Linked DNA regions of Oryctolagus cuniculus: region 2 is linked to region 1. Evidence: chromatin contacts called from public Micro-C data. All regions are on one chromosome and are shown on one strand. The core of a region is the stretch at or near the end of the contact, and the rest is flanking DNA. Distances in the headings are between cores, read along the strand shown. Region 1 overlaps ARID1B (AT-rich interaction domain 1B). Region 2 holds the start of ARID1B (AT-rich interaction domain 1B).

Region 1 (6,515 bases), core at 1,063-3,562:
ATGTATTCATGGCACCAAGAGGGTAGAAATTTAATTCAATTGCAGTGTTTAGGAAGTTTGCCTCGTGGGACATCCATAGTCCTTAGTTCCTATGACTTGGAAGGTAGTTTTTTTTTTTTTTTGGGGGGGGGGGTTAGATTTATTGTATTTATTTGAAAGAGTTGCAGAGAGAGGTAGAAACAGAGAGAGAGGTCTTCCATCCGCTGGTTCACTCCCCAGGTGGCTTCAAGGGCCGGAGCCAGGAGTTTCTTCCGGGTCTCCCACCAGGTGGGTGCTGGGGCCCAAGGACTTAGCCCATGGAAGGTAGTACTTAAGAGAGGACTGGTGATAAAAGCCTGAATGGATAGAGCTGCTCTGTCTCTGCTCCTTGGCTCACCACAGGATCCTTCTCTGTGCCGGCCCTGCCAGTGCCATCCAGCACCCTCATCAGAGGGCAGACCAGTGTGGCTGCCTGGTCTTGGATCTGAACCTCCAGAACTGTGAACCAAATGAACATCTTTCCTTCAGAAGTACCTGGTCTCAGGTATTTAGTTCTAGTAATGAGAAAACACACCTTCCATGCAGCCACTGCAAGCCTATTAAACTAGAAATATCTGAAAAGCTTAGATTACTTGTCTCTCCCACCCCCCAGTATAAATAAATGAAACAAATTGGTATGTGTGGGAGGACCTAGAAGCAGCAAAGACTGAAAGCTGTCAAAGGGAAAGGAAAGAGTAGCTAATACCAGGAAGGAGGGAGCAACAAGAGATGTTCTGTTACAGAAATGTTATCTGCATAGTTTTAAAAACTTTGAAATAGGGAGTAGGCATTTAGCCTAACATTTAGGACACCCACGTCACACACTGGAGTGCTTGGCTTCAGTTCTCAGGTCTGGCTCCTGACCCGACTTCCTGTCAGTGCAGATCCTAGGAGGCAATGATGATGGGTCGAGTAATTGGGTTCCTGGCATTTGTATGGGGGTACTCTGGACTGCTTTCCCAGTTCTTGCCCACACCCCTACTCAGGCCACTGGGGAACACTGGGGACTGAATGGGGGAAGGGACTGTGCACACACATGTGCAGGTGCTCCCTCTGGCTCCCGGGGAAAAAATAACACAATTGAAAGCCATTTGGTCAAGTATGTTTTTAAGAAAATTACAATATTTGGAAGATAAATTGGATGAAAATAAGTTTTAAATCCCTCTGATGAAGAGTGGACTTAAAATGTATTTGGGTAGTCCTTTATTTTTGCTTTTAAGCCTTGTGCATAATTTTTTGTTATACTTAAATTGCTACAAGTTGAGAACTTAAGGGATTTTATTTAAACTTTTTTAAAAAGAAAAGTTGCTATTTAATACAAAATTTAATAACCTGCACTTTTTAGTAAGTCATAGCTAACATTTTTGTGAGAATTTGTGATTGTTTGATGTCTTCTCATGTCTGTCATCATTCATATGTCTGTTACTGATACTGTTGATGTTATAAATAGAATTGAATGAGAAATCACACATAAGTGTAGCAGTTTCTCCTATTCAAATTGATTCAAAATAGTAAATATTCAGTAGTTAAAAGTGGTTTAACAGTTACTAATTTCCTCAGAATTATTTTTCTTTCCTATTTTCCCTCAAAGCTTTGTTGCCTCTCCTTGGTTATAATCCAGCCAAGTGTGGGGGTGAGTTTATGCTGCAAATGCTTTGCTGATTTACTTCATTCCCTCATTTTCTTACTAAAAGAAAAATCAGCCGGGATTTGCGGCTGTCTTTGGGAAATTCCGTGTGACCTTGAGGGTGAGGGTGACCCGGTGCTGCCTGTTTGCGGAATGCGATCCTGCAAGCGCAGGCCCATCCTGGGCCTTCGCCCCACCCGGGCCGCGCGCCGCCGGGCTCGGTCCCACCGCAGCCTCGCGCCCAGCGGCTGCCGGACGGGTTCCCGAGGACCGGGCGCCCGGGACGCGGGGGTCCCCTCCCAGCCGCCGCCCTCAGGCCTGCTTGTTTTCCTGCAAAACTTAATTAAACCAGCTCTGCAGCAGTTTCATTTGCTTTCGTTTAGCAGCTCACACAGCCTGAGAATCCGCATCCAGTTCGGGTAAAACGCATGTTCAGGAAGAAACTATTCTCAAGAATTCGTACAAGGGGTGTGTGTGTGAGCGCGATTAAACAGACCCAGAATTTCCGGGACGCCGCGACCCCCAGGCTCCGGGACGGAGGACGCGCGCCCGCAAGGCGCTGTGGGGCGCCGGGGAGGGCGCGCGCCGCGCGGCCGGGCGCCGCCCACTCGGAGCTCGCGGCCGGCGGGCTCCCGGCAGGCACCTCGGCCGCCGGGCTGGGCGCGGGTTCCGCCGCCGCCCCTCCCCCGCCGGCACGTAGGCGGCGCCCGCGGCCGAGCGCGCGGCGCGTCCCGGGCGCCCTCGGTCGGCGCCTCCGCGCGCCCACCGTGGGGCCGCCGCGGAGGGAGGCGCTGCCGCCGGGCACGCGCTCGACGCGTCCCAAAGTTTCTGCGGACACAGCCCGGGCTCCCCGGAACGCGGCGGCCCGGCGGGGCCCTGCGAGCCCGGGACGGCCGCGCGTGGCCCCTGCTCCCGTGGCCCGTCTCCGTGGCACCCCCAAGCACCGAGCCACTCCCACACACTGCCGCGCGGGCTGTTGCAGCTCGTCTTGCGTAATGAAGACGAGCGCTGGGAGCCGGGGAGGGAGGGCGCGGGGCGGCGCCGGCTGCCCAGGTGCGCCCTCCTCAGCCCTCCCGGGCCGGGAAGCCAAACCGCCGCTTTTTCCCAAACCCGAGCGGAGCGAGGCTTGTAAGGTGTGGCCCCGTTCTCGTGCCCTGAGCAGCCTGGGGGAGAACGGTGCCCTTGGCCTTGAGGCCTGCGTCCTGGAGACTGACGGGCACGGCTGCCCCCGGCTCCCCTCTGCACGTTCGAGCAACGTTGCAAGTCAGAGCGAGCCGGTGGATGAGGTTCCTGCCTTTCAGACAAAGTGTTTTAAAAAGATAAAAGTAATCGAATCCAAGGCCAGCGTTTGATCTGAGTAGAGGTCACTGACTACTCCACTTTGGCTTTTTAAGCAACTTGGATGCCCCTCTGGGTGTGTGGGTTCAACGTCTTACCCCATCACACTCAAATCAACTGAATCTTGAATTCTGGGAATTGTTGCAGGAATGCAGTTTGTCAATGTTGATATAGAAACAAACACCCAAGAAACGAGTGCTTTGAAAAATGTAAGAGAAATGACCTAAAAGAAGAATTCTTAGTATTTTTCTGTTTGCTTTATGCCTTTACTTTACTTACTGTGCAAGTAAATTCGCCTCAGTCTTCACGTGGCTGTTTCTCTTTGTGGTGTGCACACACACCAGGGATTTTTTAGAAAGTAATTGCAGTGGGAGCATTTCTAACCAAGATGGTTGTCGCTCTCTGATGACCTTTGCCAGTTACAGTTTACATTAAATCCCAAACCTGGGTGTTTTGGACAAAGGTGTGGGTTCTATGCCTGGATACACAGTGCCCCACCCCCTGCTCTCTCCTGCCCTCTCCGAATGGAAACAGGAAAGCATCACTGGGGGTCCGCCCTCGTCGGTTATTATCGCTAGGGTTCTGTTTAGTCTTTGAGCTAATCTGCTGTAAAAGTGATTCAATTGGTGCCCGTCAGTAAGTCTGGGGTTGACAGGCTTTTAATTTCCCCCAACCTTGTGAATATTGAATTGATGTGTATCTCAGAAGGGGTATATATAATTAGGAAAGGAAACAGAACAAAGTCTTCTACACACGCAGGTACAATTTGGGAAGTGTGATATGAACTGAATAAGAAACATTTCTCCCTCAACTTCCCAGAACATTCTACTGTTACAGTGGTCCCCAGTGCTGAGAATGGATCCGAAATGACACGGACATTGGACAGTAGCTAGGAGTCACCATCCTGACATTATCTGGACTGCCTTAGACTTTAAAACCCTAACCCAAGTAAGTACTAGCACACAGGAGCATTTTCTGTTTACTGTAAACATTTGCCTCATTTATAGCAAATTCTGGGGCTGAATGTTGCCTGCCTGGTTTGGTACTGAGGCTGAGATCTCTGCCCTCCCCCAGGGTTTATCCAAGGGCATCTGAAATAATGAATTCAAGTAAGATTTAAAGCGACTGTCTAACTTGACCAATTCCGTATCTAGTTTGTAGGTCATTGGTTATCTCTCTGGTTATTTTTACTTTCAGCTTTCTCCTGTTTCCCTATTTTTGAACTAAGTGAATTTTTTCATAATGATTGATAACAAACCTCCCGTGTGAAAAAGAAAATATGGCACTAGGTGCTCACTTGGAATGGGTAGGCTTACCTGCTGTGCAGTCGCGCCACGGAACTCCAGAGCTTCTGCCGAGAAGGGAGTTTGTGGCCCAGCCGGCAGGCGGGCAGTCCTGGAGTACTCTTCCGGAAGACCTTGGGCCTCCTTGCCATGGCAACCCTGGTGTTGGTGTACACCTCAGCTGTTTCAGGAACCGAGGCTGGTTTCATCCCGAACACCGACCAGATTACTCATAAAACCTTGATAAAACATGACATGCATGCGTGTGACTGCCTGCTTGCTTTCGGGATTTGATTGTACATTATTTATTTCAGAAATTCATTTTTTTCTTAAAAATCTCTAAGAATGTATATGAACAAACATGAGTCTCCCTAGTATAAAAATGTGGGAAGCGCCTACTGGGAGTAGATGCATCATCCATTAGAAATCCAGCTTTTCATCCCAGACGCTGCGATTCAGGCTTCCTGCTACTGCCTGTGTGGAGAAGAGCTCCATGTTACAAGCTGAGGAACCTGAATTATCCAGTAATCCCTGAGCTGTGGGGCGATCTCACCCAGTTGTTCAAGAGTTTTTTGTAGATTTGAAGTTTAAAAGTCAAATATTAAAAATTTCTGAGGATTAAGTAAAAAATACTGTCCCCAAGAGTTATGTGTCATTTTTCAGATCTGTAGGTTACATAATATTTTCCTGTCTGGACTTTATATAGGACGTTATCTTTGCTGTAGCTACAATTGTGGTTTTATGTTGATTTGATGGTCTTCAATGTTAAGTTTGAAGTTCTTATGAATTGTATTAATAACAGAGAATTGCATTGGATGATCCCTTTCTAACTTCAAAAGCAACCTATCATTATTTCTGAGCAAGATATTTTTAAAATCTCATTCTTCCCCAGAAGAAAAATGTAGCAATTCTCAAATCATGGAGGAATCTCTAGAAACTAACAACTAAAAATTTATATTCTACATTTTATCAAAAAAAAAAAAAACAAAAATGTGTACTATACAATGAAAATGAAAGGCGTTTTGTAGCTGAGGAGTGACGGAATCGTTACGTTAATTCTTGTCTGTGGTTGGCAGAGGTCCGTGTTTCCTGTGCCGTGCAGTGCAGAGCGGTGATGTGTGGAGAGCAGCGCCTTGTGCTTCCCTTTAGAGCTGGTCCCTCCTCCCAGAGCCCCTGCTGCCATCCTCAGACGTCGTCTTTCCTGTGCGTTCGCCTTTTCCTGGGATGTCATACGAGTGGAACCCTGCGGCGTGCAGCCTGTTGAAGCTAGGGTGCTGCATTTGAGATTCACCCGTGCTCGTTGCTTCATTGGTACTTAATGCTTTTTCATTTCTGGGTAGTCTGGCGTTGTGGGCACATGTTCTGTAGTTTTGTTTCCCCATCCCCAGTTGAAGGGTTTTCGTTGTTTCCAGTTTTTGACAGTTCCAAACAAAGCTCTCATGAAGGTTCTTACCCACGTTTTCACAGCAGCATTTTTCTTCCTCTGGGGTGAGCACCCAGAAGTGAGATTGCCGCATCAGGTGGCAAGATGACAGTTAGAAGGAACTGCCAGGCTCTCCATGGTGGGGGTACTATTTTGGCTGCAACAGATAATTGTACAAAATCTGTTTTCTGGGGTGGGTATTTAGCCTAGCTATTGAGGCACAGATGGCCGTATCCCATAGCACAGGACCTAGATTGCATACTCAGCTCCTGACTCCAGCTTCCTGCTGTCACAGACCCCGGAAGACAGACATGATGACTCTAGTAACTGGGTTCCTGCCACCCACAAGGGACACCTGGCTTGTGCTTCAGCCCCAGGCCTTTGAGTGCTTCTGGGGAGTGAACCAGTGGGAAGAGTACCTTCTTCCCCACCTTACAAATAAATTGTAAAGCTTTTTTATCAGGCAGTGTTGTGGTACAGTGGGCTGAACCACCACGTGGGGTGCCTGCATCCTTTAGCAGAGTGCTAGTTCTAGTCCTGGCCCAGCCCTGGTTTCTGCAGAGGTTTGGGGAATGAACCAGTAGATGGAAGGTTTTTCTTTGTCTCTCTCTTGCTCTTGCTCTGGTGTGTACATGTGTCTTTGTCTCATTCTGCTTTTCAAGTAGATAAAAATAAATTAAAAATATTTAAAATAAATCAGTTCTCTTCTTTCACTCATATGTTTTTATCATGGAAATAGACAAATTCCTCGTTTTCCTAGAGTAGGAGAACCCCTATTTTCCCAGGGGTATGTGTGAACCCTCCAGTAGCGCTGAACCTACACAAG
Region 2 (5,943 bases), core at 327-2,826, 260 kb before region 1:
TCATTGTGCTGGGGCCTGGGTTTTACAGGCTCTTGGTCCCAGTCTTCCAGCTGAAGCCTTGCTGAAGCAAACGGAATATACAGAGATTGTGGATTATATGTCGAATTCTCTTTTTAGTTTTGTGATTTTTTTTCTGATATGAAAAAATATTTCTAAGGCCCAGAAGTGAACTTGGCGATTCCCTTTTAGGACTAGTTGTGAAAAGCAGCCAGGACGTACGGCTGAACTTGTAGGAACTGACTTTGATCTAGCTTATCAATCTGAATAAAAGCACTGTATGATTATTTGCATATAGTTTGATTATCAATGTCTGAAGCATAAACAAGATTGATTTTAGAATACATGTATATAGATACATAAAACATTTATATTTGCATATGAAAACTTTAAAATGCAACATATGTGGTTAATACGTATAATTAGTATGTATTTGAATATATAGAGAAAAGCCAGGGAAAAAAATGTCAAAAGGCCCACTAAAAGAGATGTAGTGTTCTCTTGGCACAAACTGATGATTTGGCATGACTTCCTCTTACAGTTCTGTTATTGTCTCTTACCCGTTTTCCAGTTGTTTGGACAGAATGGCAATTTGTTGTTTCTTCTCCAAATAACGACCCTTGGGTGTGCGCCTGGCTCCCCGCCCCCACCAGTCACCAGTAGCTCCGTCTGGCTATCTGTCTCTAGTCAGGTAACATGCTTACACTTGGTCAAGCATACATAACTAGTGCATCCGAAACAAGCCGAAATGCTTGCTATGGAAAGCTGAGGAATGAAATGATTTTGGAAAACTATACTCTACCAAAATCGTGTATCTCATTTCTGGGAGTGTGACCCCTGGAGAGCTGGAGAGTACTTCTTAAGAAGTACTGTTACTAAAGATACTCATAATGATACTAGGTGGTAAACTCATAATAAAAACTGTTGCAATACACAACTGTGTACTATTTCTGCTTTTACATTAGATTGGACTGTTTTATAGTTATTGATCTTGTATTTATATTACATTTAACATCTATTGAGTTTTGTTTCATGTTACTTGGAAAGAAACTTTCTCAAGAGGGTTCTCTGTGCCCGTTACCCTCTGAAATAACGCTGGAAGGTGCTACTACATCACCGGAGGGGGGGGGATTCGACTTTGGACAAATAGTGGCATCTGCGTGGGAAAGCTGTGTGCCGCGTGACCCTCGGCTGCGTGTGCCCGAGACAGAGAGGACACAGGGGTGCGAGCTCTCCCCACAGACTCCTTGCACAGGAATCTAGGGTGCCTTAAAAACAGCCACGTAGCCATTATCTCTGGGGCAGGTGCCGGCATCGGTGAGCATCCATTGAGTACCTGCTGTGTACAGGGCTCTGTGCTCTTCGAACGCGGCTAACCCTCCCCGAAAGCCCTTCCTGAATTCTGCAGTTGGAAGAAGTTGTGGGAATCACGCCGATGGCCAGGAATCAAGGCAGGGAGGCCAACGTTCTGGAAAATTACATAACTCCTGTGAGAGCCAGCGCTTTTGCAGATCGCCCAAATATTTTCTTTCCTCCGTGGGCTCCTCGTCACCTCGGAGGCCCACGGACAACTTCGTGCCCCAGCCCTTCTTCCCTCTTTTGTCTGCTCGCCACAGACTCGTTTTTCCACCTTTGGAGCGTTCCTTTTAGACGCGAAAACAAACACGCGAACGCCCGGTTGGCAAGGAGACGGAGGCACGAGGGGAAAGTGCAGCTCCGGCCGCCTCTCGCCGCCGCGCTCCGAGCGGCTGCCCAGCCGGCCTTGGCCCGGGCCTGCGCGCGGCCCCCGGCCCCCGGCCCCCGGCCCCCGAGGCTGCGCCGGCACGGGCGGGCGGCTGCGGCCCGCGCCGAGTCCAGTCCGCGTTTTGCGAGTGCACAGGAGCAATCAGAGAGAAGTGGGATAATAGTTGCTCCAGCTCGCTCGGCTCCTTCTCGTGCCATGCTGGGCCCGATAGGCTCAGCCGGTCGTGTATTTACCCATATCCGGGTTAGAGAGGAAAAGAGAAAAGTTTCGTTTAAACCTGAACTAAAAACTTTCACCGTGAAAGCACACAGCGGGAGCAGGCCCAGACCGTAAGGCGTGCCCCGGGCCCGGCGCTCCGGCGGGGCCTGCGGAGGGGGAGGGGGCCGGCGGCTTCCCGGCGGGCCGCGTGGATGCGCGCAGGAGGGGCCGCGGCCTGAAAAGTGGGGGTATTGTCTCCCCCCGCCGCCCGCCCGGCCTCGCCACGCCGCGGCGATCATGGCCGCGCGGGCAGCAGCGGCGGCGGCGGCGCGGGCGCGGGCGGGCAGCGGCGAGCGGCGGGCGCCCCCCGGGCCGCGGCCGGCGCCCGGGGCCCGGGACCTGGAGGCGGGGGCGCGCGGCGCGGCGGCGGCACCGGCGGCACCGGGACCCATGCTGGGGGGCGGCGGCGGCGGCGGCCTGAATAATGTGCACCACCACCCCCTGCACCCCCGTCACGAGCTGAACATGGCCCATAACGCGAGCGCCGCGGCCCCGGCCGCCGCCGCCAGCACTAGCAGCGCCAAGAGCGGCGGCTCGGAGGCGGCTCTCAAGGAGGCTGGAAGCGCCGCCGCGCTGTCCTCCTCCTCCTCCTCCTCCGCGGCGGCGGCGGCGGCGGCGTCCTCCTCTTCCTCCTCGTCGGGCCCGGGCTCGGCCATGGAGACGGGGCTGCTCCCCAACCACAAACTGAAAGCCGTTGGCGAGGCCCCCGCCGCACCGCCCCACCACCACCACCACCACCATGCCCACCACCACGACCACCATGCCCACCTCCACCACCACCACCACCATCACCACCACCACCACGCACTACAGCAGCAGCTAAACCAGTTCCAGCAGCAGCAGCAACAGCAGCAGCAGCAGCAGCAGCAACAACATCCCATTTCCAACAACAGCCTGGGCGGCGCGGGCGGCGGCGGCGGCGCGCCTCAGCCGGGCCCCGACATGGAGCAGCCGCAACATGGAGGCGCCAAGGACAGTGCCGCGGGCAGCCAGGCCGACCCCCCGGGCCAGCCGCTGCTGAGCAAGCCGGGCGACGAGGACGACGCGCCGCCCAAGATGGGGGAGCCGGCGGGCGGCCGCTACGAGCACCCGGGCCTGGGCGCCCTGGGCGCGCAGCAGTCGCCGGCCGCCGTGCCCGGGGGCGGCGGCCAGGCGGCCGTCTCGGAGTTTAATAATTACTATGGCAGCGCTGCCCCTGCTAGCGGCGGCCCCGGCGGCCGCGCTGGGCCTTGCTTTGATCAACATGGCGGACAACAAAGCCCCGGGATGGGGATGATGCATTCCGCCTCAGCCGCCGCCGGGGCCCCCAGCAGCATGGACCCCCTGCAGAACTCCCACGAAGGGTACCCCAACAGCCAGTACAACCATTATCCGGGCTACAGCCGGCCCGGCGCGGGCGGCGGCGGCGGCGGCGGCGGAGGCGGAGGAGGAGGAGGAGGCAGCGGAGGAGGAGGAGGAGGAGGAGGAGCAGGAGCAGGAGCAGGAGCAGGAGCGGGAGCTGTGGCGGCGGCGGCCGCGGCGGCGGCAGCAGCAGCAGCAGGAGGCGGCGGCGGCGGCGGCGGCAGCTATGGGGGCTCGTCCTCGGGGTACGGGGTGCTGAGCTCCCCCCGGCAGCAGGGCGGCGGCATGATGATGGGCCCCGGGGGCGGCGGGGCCGCGAGCCTCAGCAAGGCGGCCGCCGGCGCGGCGGCGGGGGGCTTCCAGCGCTTCGCCGGGCAGAACCAGCACCCGTCGGGGGCCACCCCGACCCTCAACCAGCTGCTCACCTCGCCCAGCCCCATGATGCGGAGCTACGGCGGCAGCTACCCCGACTACAGCAGCCCCAGCGCGCCGCCGCCGCCGCCGTCGCAGCCCCAGTCCCAGGCGGCGGCGGCGGCGGGGGCGGCGGCGGGCGGCCAGCAGGCGGCCGCGGGCATGGGCTTGGGCAAGGACATGGGCGCCCAGTATGCCGCTGCCAGCCCGGCCTGGGCGGCCGCGCAACAAAGGAGTCACCCGGCGATGAGTCCCGGCACCCCCGGACCGACCATGGGCAGATCCCAGGTAACCCCCGCGCCGGCCGGGCCTGCTTCCGCCCGGCGGCCTCGCCGCGCCGCGAGCCCGAGTTTCTTTCTTTGCCGCGTACTTTTCCCCAGTTTTCTGGTTGGGGGGCGGCGGGGGCGCGGCGCCCAGGGCCATCTTCGCGGGCGGCCGCCTCCCGCCGAGGTCGGGCGCGCGAGCGTCCGCCCGCCGAGTCCGGGCCGCGCCGTGCGGGCCGCGCAGGGCTTCGCCCGCGGCCGCGGGCCGGGCCGGGCGCTCCGGTGCCCGGTGGACCCGCAGCCTCGCCCCGCCGGCTCTCCCGAGGCGCTGGGGTGGTGACGGGATTCCGAGACAGCGCCCGCGGTCGCGGGAGGCTGTGGGGGCCCGGGGCTGGGTGCGGGGGGCTTTTGTGACGGAATCGGCTCTCCGGGCCGCTGAGGTCTGGGGATGGGGGGGGGGTGTTGACCAGATCTGCCCGGGGAGCGCCCACAGTGTGCCCTCGCTGGGAGAAGAATGAGGAACTTTCTCCCACCTTCAGCCTCGTCCTTCCAGGGCGGCAAGGCGGGGAACACGGGTTAGCCTGGTGACAGCCGAGGGGGTTTTTCCTAGTTGGATAGAGCCCCCCGGAGATCTTCGATGCGGGGATCGAGTTTGAGTGTTTACTAGCAGGGGCGGGGAGAGGGGGGAGAAAAAAATAGAAAGGCGCGATTTACAACGACGTGGAGGCAAAATATCTGAAATCTATCGATTCATTCCCGAGAATAGCCGGGGAAATCCATTATGGGGCTTCGGGCCGGCTGCAAGGAGTCACCTTCAGCGCCGAGGCTGTGTGCAAGGAACACGTTTCCCGACCCATTGAACTTCTCTTGCTCGCGGGCTAGGCATACACGCTGCTCAGCAAATCCAGCAGGAGAGCAGGCCTGTGCAAATGGGGCATTTCGGATCGTGTTTATTGGGGTTTTCTTTCTCCTGCCGTCACCGAAGTCCTCCGGCGCTGTTCCGGAGTGTCCGGCGCGCTGGCTGTTTCTTGCTGGTAGGCTGAGCCTAAAGACTGACTTGATCTCCTTTGCAAGGTTTGGAATTTGAATTGTGGAGGTAAACTGGCTGTAATAGTCTCCAGACAGCTGCCTCTGAGTTGACATCTAATCTGCCATCTGATTGGCTCCCCTCTCACCATTGGGCATTTAGCACTGCTGATGTAAATAGAAGTGCTGAGCAGTACAGTCACAAAAATTCTTGCCACAAATAATAACTGCACTCTATTACAAGCAGATGTAAGCCTGCGTATTATTTAAAGCTTAAACTTGTCGCGCATCACGGTTATTAGTAAGAGGATTCGGCACAGAAAAACATCACACCGTGGTCCAGTCTTGGGCATTCACAAAACTGAGCTCTTTGATGACAATCTTGCAATATGGACACGACATATATCATGGACTACAATTGTAGGTGGACGATAGGGCCAGTGAAAAATAATTCAGCCACAAATTTTACCAATTACAGGGTTTGCTAAGGATATGTATATATATATATATATGCCCTTTATTAATTCAGTTATAAAACATTTGATTTGTGGTAGCACATGTTTAATATAACATTAAAAATTTCAAGATTCTGATGTCCAGCAAATCTTATGGTGACAGGCTTTCAGTGGGATTAAGGCTATGTATTTCTAGTGTTTTGCGTTCTGGCTGTTTTAAAATGTTTGTGAGTGAAGAATTTTAGTTAAAACTGGCATATTTAAAAAGATGAAACGATATCATAATTTTTGCAGAGAACGGTTAATTAAACGGGAAACAATGGGTGTTTCTTTGAAGTACTAAAATCATTTTATATTTTCTTCTTCCTTGGAGGATACAGAAATGCCACAGAATCTTTTTTTCCTCTTGATTGTTTTGTTAGAGCAGGTAACGTAAGGTTTATCTGAA

Evidence for each region. A called contact is a pair of places that touch in the nucleus more often than the background predicts.
Region 2: a contact with region 1 is called in a Micro-C map of ear pinna, with 4 times the contacts expected there. The contact joins the promoter of ARID1B here to the enhancer-like site in region 1. A contact is called at or near these places in 3 of 6 Hi-C or Micro-C datasets (ear pinna, skin fibroblasts and an unstated tissue).

What each region holds. Positions count from the first base shown.
Region 1 is chr5:10,580,683-10,587,197 of mOryCun1.1, reverse strand. All of the region lies in intron 4 of ARID1B (AT-rich interaction domain 1B), which reads left to right. Among named protein-coding and RNA genes, the nearest start is that of ARID1B, 260 kb to the left of the region's middle. Within about 2 kb of position 2,312, at least 6 of the 8 cell types and tissues checked have an H3K27ac peak or open chromatin away from gene starts, as enhancers often do. A contact at or near this core is called in ear pinna, where this site is marked.
Region 2 is chr5:10,838,005-10,843,947 of mOryCun1.1, reverse strand. It overlaps ARID1B (AT-rich interaction domain 1B), which reads left to right and starts at 1,576. Exons shown (of 20, transcript XM_070073344.1): 1 at 1,576-4,039. The coding sequence starts at 2,237.